Linked DNA regions of Sus scrofa: region 2 is linked to region 1. The links are chromatin contacts, called in public HiChIP or PLAC-seq maps. All regions are on one chromosome and are shown on one strand. The core of a region is the stretch at or near the end of the contact, and the rest is flanking DNA. Distances in the headings are between cores, read along the strand shown.

Region 1 (3,784 bases), core at 946-3,445:
ATTTTTCCATTTTGTAGAGGGAGCTAAGGACAGCTAATCCAACTACTTGGTGCATAATTGTTTCCTAGTAATTGGCAAAGGCTCGGTGTAAGATTTCATTGGAGGCAGTGTGGCCTGGAGTATTTATATGGTGCTTAATGAATCTCCAGAATGCCAGCCAGAAGCTTGATTGGTTCGTAGGGAATAAAGTGTAGACCGTATGAAATGAGCTGCAAACTCTAACGGCACAGGTCTTAATTGCCTCTTGCGGAGGTATCCAGAGCTTTTAAAAATTATGCTTTACGTGCCTCACAAGGGGGTACCCCCTAGCGGCCTCTCCAAAGTTGCAGTCCTTTTAAAATTGTAACTGGCCTTTCCCCTAACCCGCCTTAGGCCTTCTAATCACCACATCTCTGGGACAAATTGTGGACGATGTCGATGTCGCAGGTTGCTGTCCTTGAAGTTCATACCTGTCTTTGCTTCAGCAACTCCTCTGCGATGACTCACTCATTTATTTATTCATGCCCTTCCCTCTGCTCTAAAACAGGTAGGAAAGCGCTCTTACCAAATTTCTTTGTGGAAAAGTATTTCCAGGGACCCCAAATCCCAAATAGGAGTTCCAGTTCTAGAAATGAGCATGGGGTTTTTTTGGTGTGTTTGGGCCTTGCGCCCCCGGTGGAACATTTGCCTCCTTCTCTTCTCTGTTTGGGCTGGCTTCTCGAGCTGAGATGAAGGTGCAGGTGAGGTGTGTTGCGTGCTTTGGAAGGGCCAGTCTTGGGGGCTTCAGGTGCAGACACTTAAGTGAGCACGGGTGGCCCCTGCTGTGTGTGCTGAGCCTGGCTGGACTCTGGGGCAGGGCTCCAGGAACATGAGAAGCGATCTCCAGAAGGACCAGTTGAACTCCATCAGAGACCAGGTCGCCTATGAAATGTAGCATGTGACCGGCCTGTGCTGCCTGGAGACGGTTCCCATAGCTGGCCAGGGCCCCGGAGCCTGCACCCAGGGGCAGAGCCTGCCCTTACTCACGCTCCGCTCCAGTGTCTTGGGAGTTGTGCGGCGACTCCGGCCCAGGAAAGGGGAAGGAGGACCAGGCAGCTGGGTGCTGGCCTGGCTGTTGGCGTGTAGGGCTTCGTGATGCAGTTCTTGGAATGTTTCCGTGACTGTGTGACCAAGGCAGCACCTAGCAGCGGGCCAGGCACAGAACGGGTGCTCTACTAGTAATGATGAGTTCTTGGGTGGACCCGGACGCCTGAGTTCTGGAGCTTGCTGTGTTGCAACATGTCCTTTCCGTACATCTCTCGCCTTCTCAGGGGAAGTATGTTTGCTCGGAAGTGGCCATGGGTGCAGACTGGATGCGTAGCCTTGGCGATGTCACAGGGTTATCGGCTGTTCCTTTCACATTCCAGACCCTGGAGAGTGTTAACGGTTTCAGGAAAGGAGCTTTGTGGCTGAGGCGTCAGTTACCAGTTCCCTTGAAGTGACTCCGTCACCTCTTAAGTTGGTATCTGTTAAAAAAAAAAAAAAAAAGCGACTTCTCAGAATTATCAGCACATTTATCAAGTGCCAACTGCACGTAAAGCCCTGTGTTAAGCACCTTAGGGGTTGTCGGTGGGGCGGGTAAGCGCTGTTCTCCTGACTGAGCTGGATGGGGACGCGCCTGGGTCTTTCGGGAGGAGCGGGGCCTCTGCATCGCACCGCCGCCTGTTTCTCCGTCTCCGTCCCAGAACCCTCTTTCTGGGTCTTTCTCCCTTTCACACGTCACTCATCCCTTCCCAGGATTCCTTGCAAATTGATTTACAGGGGTTTTGCTGGAAAGCATCAGCTCTGTTTCATGACAATCGGCGTGGAAATCTCCTAGGAAGACCATGAACAGGGGCCATAAGGACATGAGCTCCTGCATCTCATGTGACCTCAGGGACAGGCACTTGAGGGCTGGAGGTCTTCCAGTGACTCATACCCGGTGAATCTGAGGACAGCTTCTTGCTGGGGAAAAGGTTAGGGTTCTTTCTCTTTCTCTGAAATCTGGGATAAATAGGTATGACCGTAGCTTCCTATTAAATCCCCTGGCCTCAGCAGGGCCCAGGGGCTCCTCTGTCCAGCCTCCTCTCTGAAAAACTCCTTTCTCCTCCTTCATAAAGGCCACACCTCAGGGCAGAGGAACATGGGGAGGGTGGAACTGGCCAAAGCCGCCTGGTGGAGCTACTCGGTTGATTCATATCCTTTTTCCTCTCTGGAGACCCGTTTCCTGATCTCTGAGACGGCTTCTGAGCTGGCAGCTTACTCAGAGACCTGAACCGGTGGAGGGGTGACACTTTTCATTTCCCTGAGACGCTCTCTGACTTTGCTTTCCCCGCCCCCACATCCCTCTCACCTGCACCCCCCAAACCTGGAACCTGGGAAACTTCTGTATCTGGATTCCGAATTGTGCCTTTATTAGCACCCCAGGCTTGGTGCTCTCTGCCCACCCCCCACCCCGCCCCTCAGCTTCCTGGTCACTAAATTCAGTGTCGGAACCTGAGTGTGTAAAGAGGAACTCGGCAGCCTCAGTTTAAGGGGATTTTGCCAGGATGGTGCAATCTTCGGCTTCTGGCGAGGTGGCCACAACCGCAGTTGGGGAAGAGGCGCAGGCTCTGCAAGAAGCATTCAGGACCCATCTACAGCCTGAATTTCATTCTGAGATGGAGGGGATCCGGAAGGGTTGCTCTTCCAGCCAATTATATCAAGTCATCGGACTCCAAAGGTTCTTTCTGTTCCTTTATTGTATTTGGGTTCAGAGTCCCCGTCTGGGTTTGTATTATATCTGGCAAAGGACCTGGGTTCTCATTTTTCTTCTTGGGCTGAGGCTGTAGATCTTGGAAACTCCTAGGAGAGCATTTTGCTCCTACCAAGGATCAGATACCACAGCCTTAAATAATGGATTTTGTTTCACTGTGGCCTGGGCAGAGCTCTTTGCTGCTGCCTCTTGCCCTGCTCATGTGCGGTGATGATACATGGGGCATTTCCAGGAGGGAGATGAACCCTGGATCCCCCCAATGGGCCTCTTCTCCTTGATAAACCCACTTGCTTGTTTCTATTTCTGATTGGCCTTGCTTCCCTTCCTTGCACCAGCAAATTCCCGGTGTTCACCCAGGCGACTTGTAGAGGCCTGCTTGGGGTCCTAGGTGAGCTGTGTCCTCCAAGCTTCTATGGCTCCCCCATCGCCTGCAATATTCAGTGCATGACCACTGTCATCCCAGAAGGCTTCTGAGGGGAGGATGAGTGCTCTGGCCCTGGAGGCTGGGTCCCTCTGCTCTCCCAGGTGTGCTGCCATGGGCTTTGGGAGGGGGAGGCTGCTTCCCAGGCCTCTCCCAAGGGGGCATCTAGGCGGTCCCGAATCTTTTCCTACCTCACAGGGATGTTGTGAGACTTTAGAAGGGATGAGGACAAAGGCCCCTGGAGCTCTTTGTAGAAAAGGCAGAAGAAAGGTCAAGTGTGGTCTATGCAAAGATGAAATATGGCCTGCTGATGCCGCAGACAAGCACATGCTCTCTGGGCCTTTCTTGGGCCCCGTGCCAGCCACAGCGCCAGCCACCTCGAGGCCAACCTGGGGGACTTCCGGATTTCGACATAGAGGTACCAGGCAAACCCCTACTCCATGCCCTGAACGAATTGCTGACCGACAGAGGCGATGGACCCTGCTTTTGAGGATGTACAAACGTGTGTCTGCGTTGATGTCTGTACTGTAAATTTCTAATTTATCACTGTACAAAAAACAAAAATCTTGGCTATTTAATTTTTGTATTAAAGGAAAATAAAGTTTTGTTTG
Region 2 (3,784 bases), core at 382-2,881, 1.2 Mb before region 1:
ATTATTAAAAGCAAGAAAAAAGGGAAAGAACTAGAGTGAGCTGGATAGGGAATGATTTTGGACATTTTTAGATATGGTGCCATGAACAGCCTCGCTGAATAAGCTGAACAGAGAGCAAAATGAAGTGAGAAAATAAAATACACAAAGACCAGGGAAGTGGAGGGTAAGTGTTCCAGGCAGAGGGAATAGCAAGTGAAAAAAATGTGAGACAGGAGCTAGATGGTTATTTTAGGGGACAAGCAAGGTCCACTGTGGTTGAGAGAATGGTAAGAGAAGAATGTAGCCTGGCACTTGGAGATCAGATTAGGTGAGGTACAGATTTTGTATTTTCTCCTGAATGTGATGGGAAGCTTTGGCAGGTTTGAGCAGTTACACGATGAGGTTAATATGTTAAAGAAATCCCTCTGGTTTCCATAGATACAATAGAAAGTAGAGTGGAAAGAAGGAAGAAATCAGCTAGAAATCCATTCTGACAGACTAGGTGAGAGACTATGATGGTTTCAAGTACAAAGTATAATGATAGGATTTTCATCATTGTTATGTTGTATGTGAAGGAAAGAAAAAAAAAAACTTAAAAGATGAGTCTTAGATTTTCAACCTGCATAAATGGGAGGATTGGGACCTGTGTGATTCAGACTTGGGGAGGAGAGGTTCGAAGTTCTGGAGATGTTAATATGATGCCTGTCAATTGAGCTCAGAGAAGAAATCCAGGATGGACATTAAAACAGAAGGGTTGGGAGAGCCATTCACATTTTGATAATAACACGGCTAAATGAGCAAAAATTGGGGACCAAGGATGGGGAGGTAAAGGGGAGAGAGCCTGATGAAAAAATAAGCTTGGTTTAGGAATTGTTAAATTTGAATTCTAGGAGACACCTAAGGGAACATATCTAAGAAACTGATGGAGAAAAACTGGTCTGAAGATCAAAAGGGTTTAGAGTTTGAGGTACACTTTGGGAGAAGAAAGGGAAGCTCTCTTGGACTAGATAAGGGAAAGTCTGATGAACAGACAAAGAATTCCTGAATATTAGTATTAAGTACATCCCCAGACACAAGGGATAACACAACAGCAAGAAGAATGATCCACATGTGAATGAGTGAGCAATAGAGAAGTCAAACTGGATAGAGTTAAGAGTCATCACCATTGGATGTGGTAACTAGAGGTGGGTTTGGGCTTGAACAAAAACCCACTGAGGTCCCAGCTTTTTGAGGAAGTTCTTTGTATCCCAGAGGCCCAAGCAAAGATGGAAATCATTGTTCATTCATCAGGTAGAACACTCTCACTAACTGGATCCTGATCCACAGAACAAACTTTGACACAGTATACAAATTGCCAAAGTGCAGGCGGGATACCCACAACTGAGAATCCTGTTGGTACTGAGAGTACTGAGACCCATGGCAGCCTCCTCCAAACCTCCGTTTGTGATGGGTCTCAGTTCCTGGCAGCCTCCTAAACCCATTATGCTGTCTAGCCACATGTTCATAAACCGCGAACTGCAGGAGCAGCCAAAGGAGCTTCGGAGCTTGTCAGTCCTGCCTTGAGCACAGCCATCCCAACCAAGGACTGTGCTGACAAGTGCAGATTCCTGAGACGTGTGTGATGAACAAGGCCCCCTAGAGGGCAGCAGAGCCCCGCAGGAGGGGGCAGAAATGCCAAAAGGGGTGAGTGGGCAGCTTCACTAACGGAGACACAAGGGGGCAATACACACCTTTATGGAGAATGGAATCAAAATAAAACCTAGTGAATTAAAGAAAGTAGGTAATACAAGAGGTAGAAAGATCTAAGCTGTACGCCAGACAACAAAGACAAGTTAGCCAGAAAGAGAAGAGTTGAGAAGACATTAGTTACAGGAAAGCAAGGTTCTCTCTTTGGTGATGTTTATGAACCAAACAATAATAATTAATAGGTACTATTTGCTCAGAACCTACTATACATCATGTTGTCTGCTATGCACCAGATGATATTTTAGGCACTGGAGATATTAAGATGAACACAATACCGTCCTTCCCCTAAATAACTCCTTTCTTCTTAGTAGAGTCAGAGATGTAAGCAAATAATGTCAGCAGAGCGTCGTAGGAGGCTTAAGTCTTTGTAGGGGGAACTGCAGGGGCACAGCAAGGGAAATAATTACATGCGAGGAGAAGGGAAAGGCCTCGAAGAAGGATGACGTGTTTGTATGGATCCTGGTTGTGGTGTTTTTTTCTCTGCCCTCAGATTTCTGTAAGTCTTCCCTGAAATAATCCGTCTTTTTTTTTTTTTTTTTTTCCTCTCATTCATTTATTCTTTTATGTAGCACATTTCTTCACTGGGCCCTACCAGGCTCCAGTCACCTTTGTGGGCACGGAGATACAGAAGGTGTCTCTGACCTGGTATTGATCTGAGAGGCACTAAGCTTGGTTCTCCCCCTTCTCTCATCTTTGCACCCTGGCCCTTCTCTAGGGGTGATGGGGAAAGTCAAGCCCTTCTGTTCTAATAGGTCCTGGCTGAGGAGGAAAGGTAACAGAAAAGGAACATGATGTCTTTCTGCTTAACTATTATCGCTTGGGCATTCAACAAACATCGACTGTCTACAACGGGCCAGGCTTCTGCCCCTCGGGCCAGATGAAGTTCACGTTCTATGACAGCATTTTCCATTTCCGTTCTAGGCCCTTTCCATCCTAGCCACCCAAATGATGCTGTGGTTATCTTCACCAGGAATGTAGGCCTCTCTTCTTTATGGCATCTACCTCTATCATCCCCATTAGAGTTGAAGATCCTTGAGCTCACAGGCTGCGAAATGTATTTTCCTAATGCACCTATAGAACCAAGCACTACGCTGCATCTCTAGAAGACGTATAATATGTGTCTGAGTATATTATCCTTGTATTATTTATAATTAGATTGAATTCCAACATGAACATGCATCAGCTATGTGAACTACAGTTCTCTTTTTTAAAAGGTCATCACTACTTTTCCAGGGTTGTAAGGATGTTTGAACAACCTATTAAAAACCCCAACAGTGCCTGGCACGTATGTTTTCTCCTTATGCTTCGTTTCCTATTCTTTGGCATCCCCTTGATTTTTGTAAATTGAGTTTTCTCTTCCCTTTCAGTCATCCCTTTGGCAATTTTGGTTATTTTCTTTAATCTGGTGTTCTGGAGTACAAGCTTTACAGTCCAACCATCCAGATATATGTCTGGCTTTGCCCCCTCCAATCATGTGACTTTGAGCAAGTCACTTAACTGCTCTGTGACCCAGTTTCTTTCTCTATAAAATGAGGATGATAACAGTACCTACCTCCTAGTGTCTTTGTGAAAATAAATAATAAAATTGTGTTGTGAGTTAAGTAGCATTGCTCTCATTAGTCAAAGATAAAATTTTAGAGAAGTTATATAAAAGGCCCCAAATCATACAGCTAGTAAGTGGTATTTGCTAGGAATCAAACGCATGCTGATTCGCTCCAAAGCCAGTGCACTGAATGACCAGGATGTACTGTCTGCCTCAAGCAAACCAAAGCCCAAGGCATTTAGAAAAATTAGTAAATACATCTGCTGTGATAATACATGATTTTAACAGACCACAAGACATTATCCTAAAACCAGGAGAAACAGAATTCCCTTTATTAAAATGATATTATTAAATCAGTGGGATGAAGAAGGAAGCAAAGTGAAAGGTGGCCCCTGGCCATAGACACGTGATTGATTCCTTCAGTCCAGTACAATGGAATAGAGAGAATTCTCCCGAAGCTCATGTAAGAGCACAACTCGGCAGACCCAAGACTTGCAGAGACCACTTCCCTCTCTT

Evidence for each region. HiChIP or PLAC-seq counts read pairs in DNA pulled down with a chosen protein or histone mark.
Region 2: an H3K27ac HiChIP or PLAC-seq map of alveolar macrophages shows a contact between it and region 1. The contact joins two enhancer-like sites. A contact is called at or near these places in 4 of 47 Hi-C or Micro-C datasets (embryonic fibroblasts, epiblast stem cells, heart right ventricle and 1 more) and 1 of 2 datasets of contacts at active chromatin or transcription factors (alveolar macrophages).

Annotation. Positions count from the first base shown.
Region 1 is chr9:20,712,717-20,716,500 of Sscrofa11.1, reverse strand. FZD4 (frizzled-4) reads left to right here. Exons shown (of 3, transcript XM_005667210.3): 3 at 1-1,506. Among named protein-coding and RNA genes, the nearest start is that of FZD4, 6.9 kb to the left of the region's middle. Within about 2 kb of position 2,195, at least 28 of the 83 cell types and tissues checked have an H3K27ac peak or open chromatin away from gene starts, as enhancers often do. A contact at or near this core is called in alveolar macrophages, where this site is marked.
Region 2 is chr9:21,947,433-21,951,216 of Sscrofa11.1, reverse strand. The region is part of intron 8 of GRM5 (metabotropic glutamate receptor 5); the gene reads left to right. The region is part of intron 3 of LOC106504843 (a long non-coding RNA gene); the gene reads right to left. Among named protein-coding and RNA genes, the nearest start is that of CTSC, 190 kb to the right of the region's middle. Within about 2 kb of position 1,631, at least 7 of the 83 cell types and tissues checked have an H3K27ac peak or open chromatin away from gene starts, as enhancers often do. A contact at or near this core is called in alveolar macrophages, where this site is marked.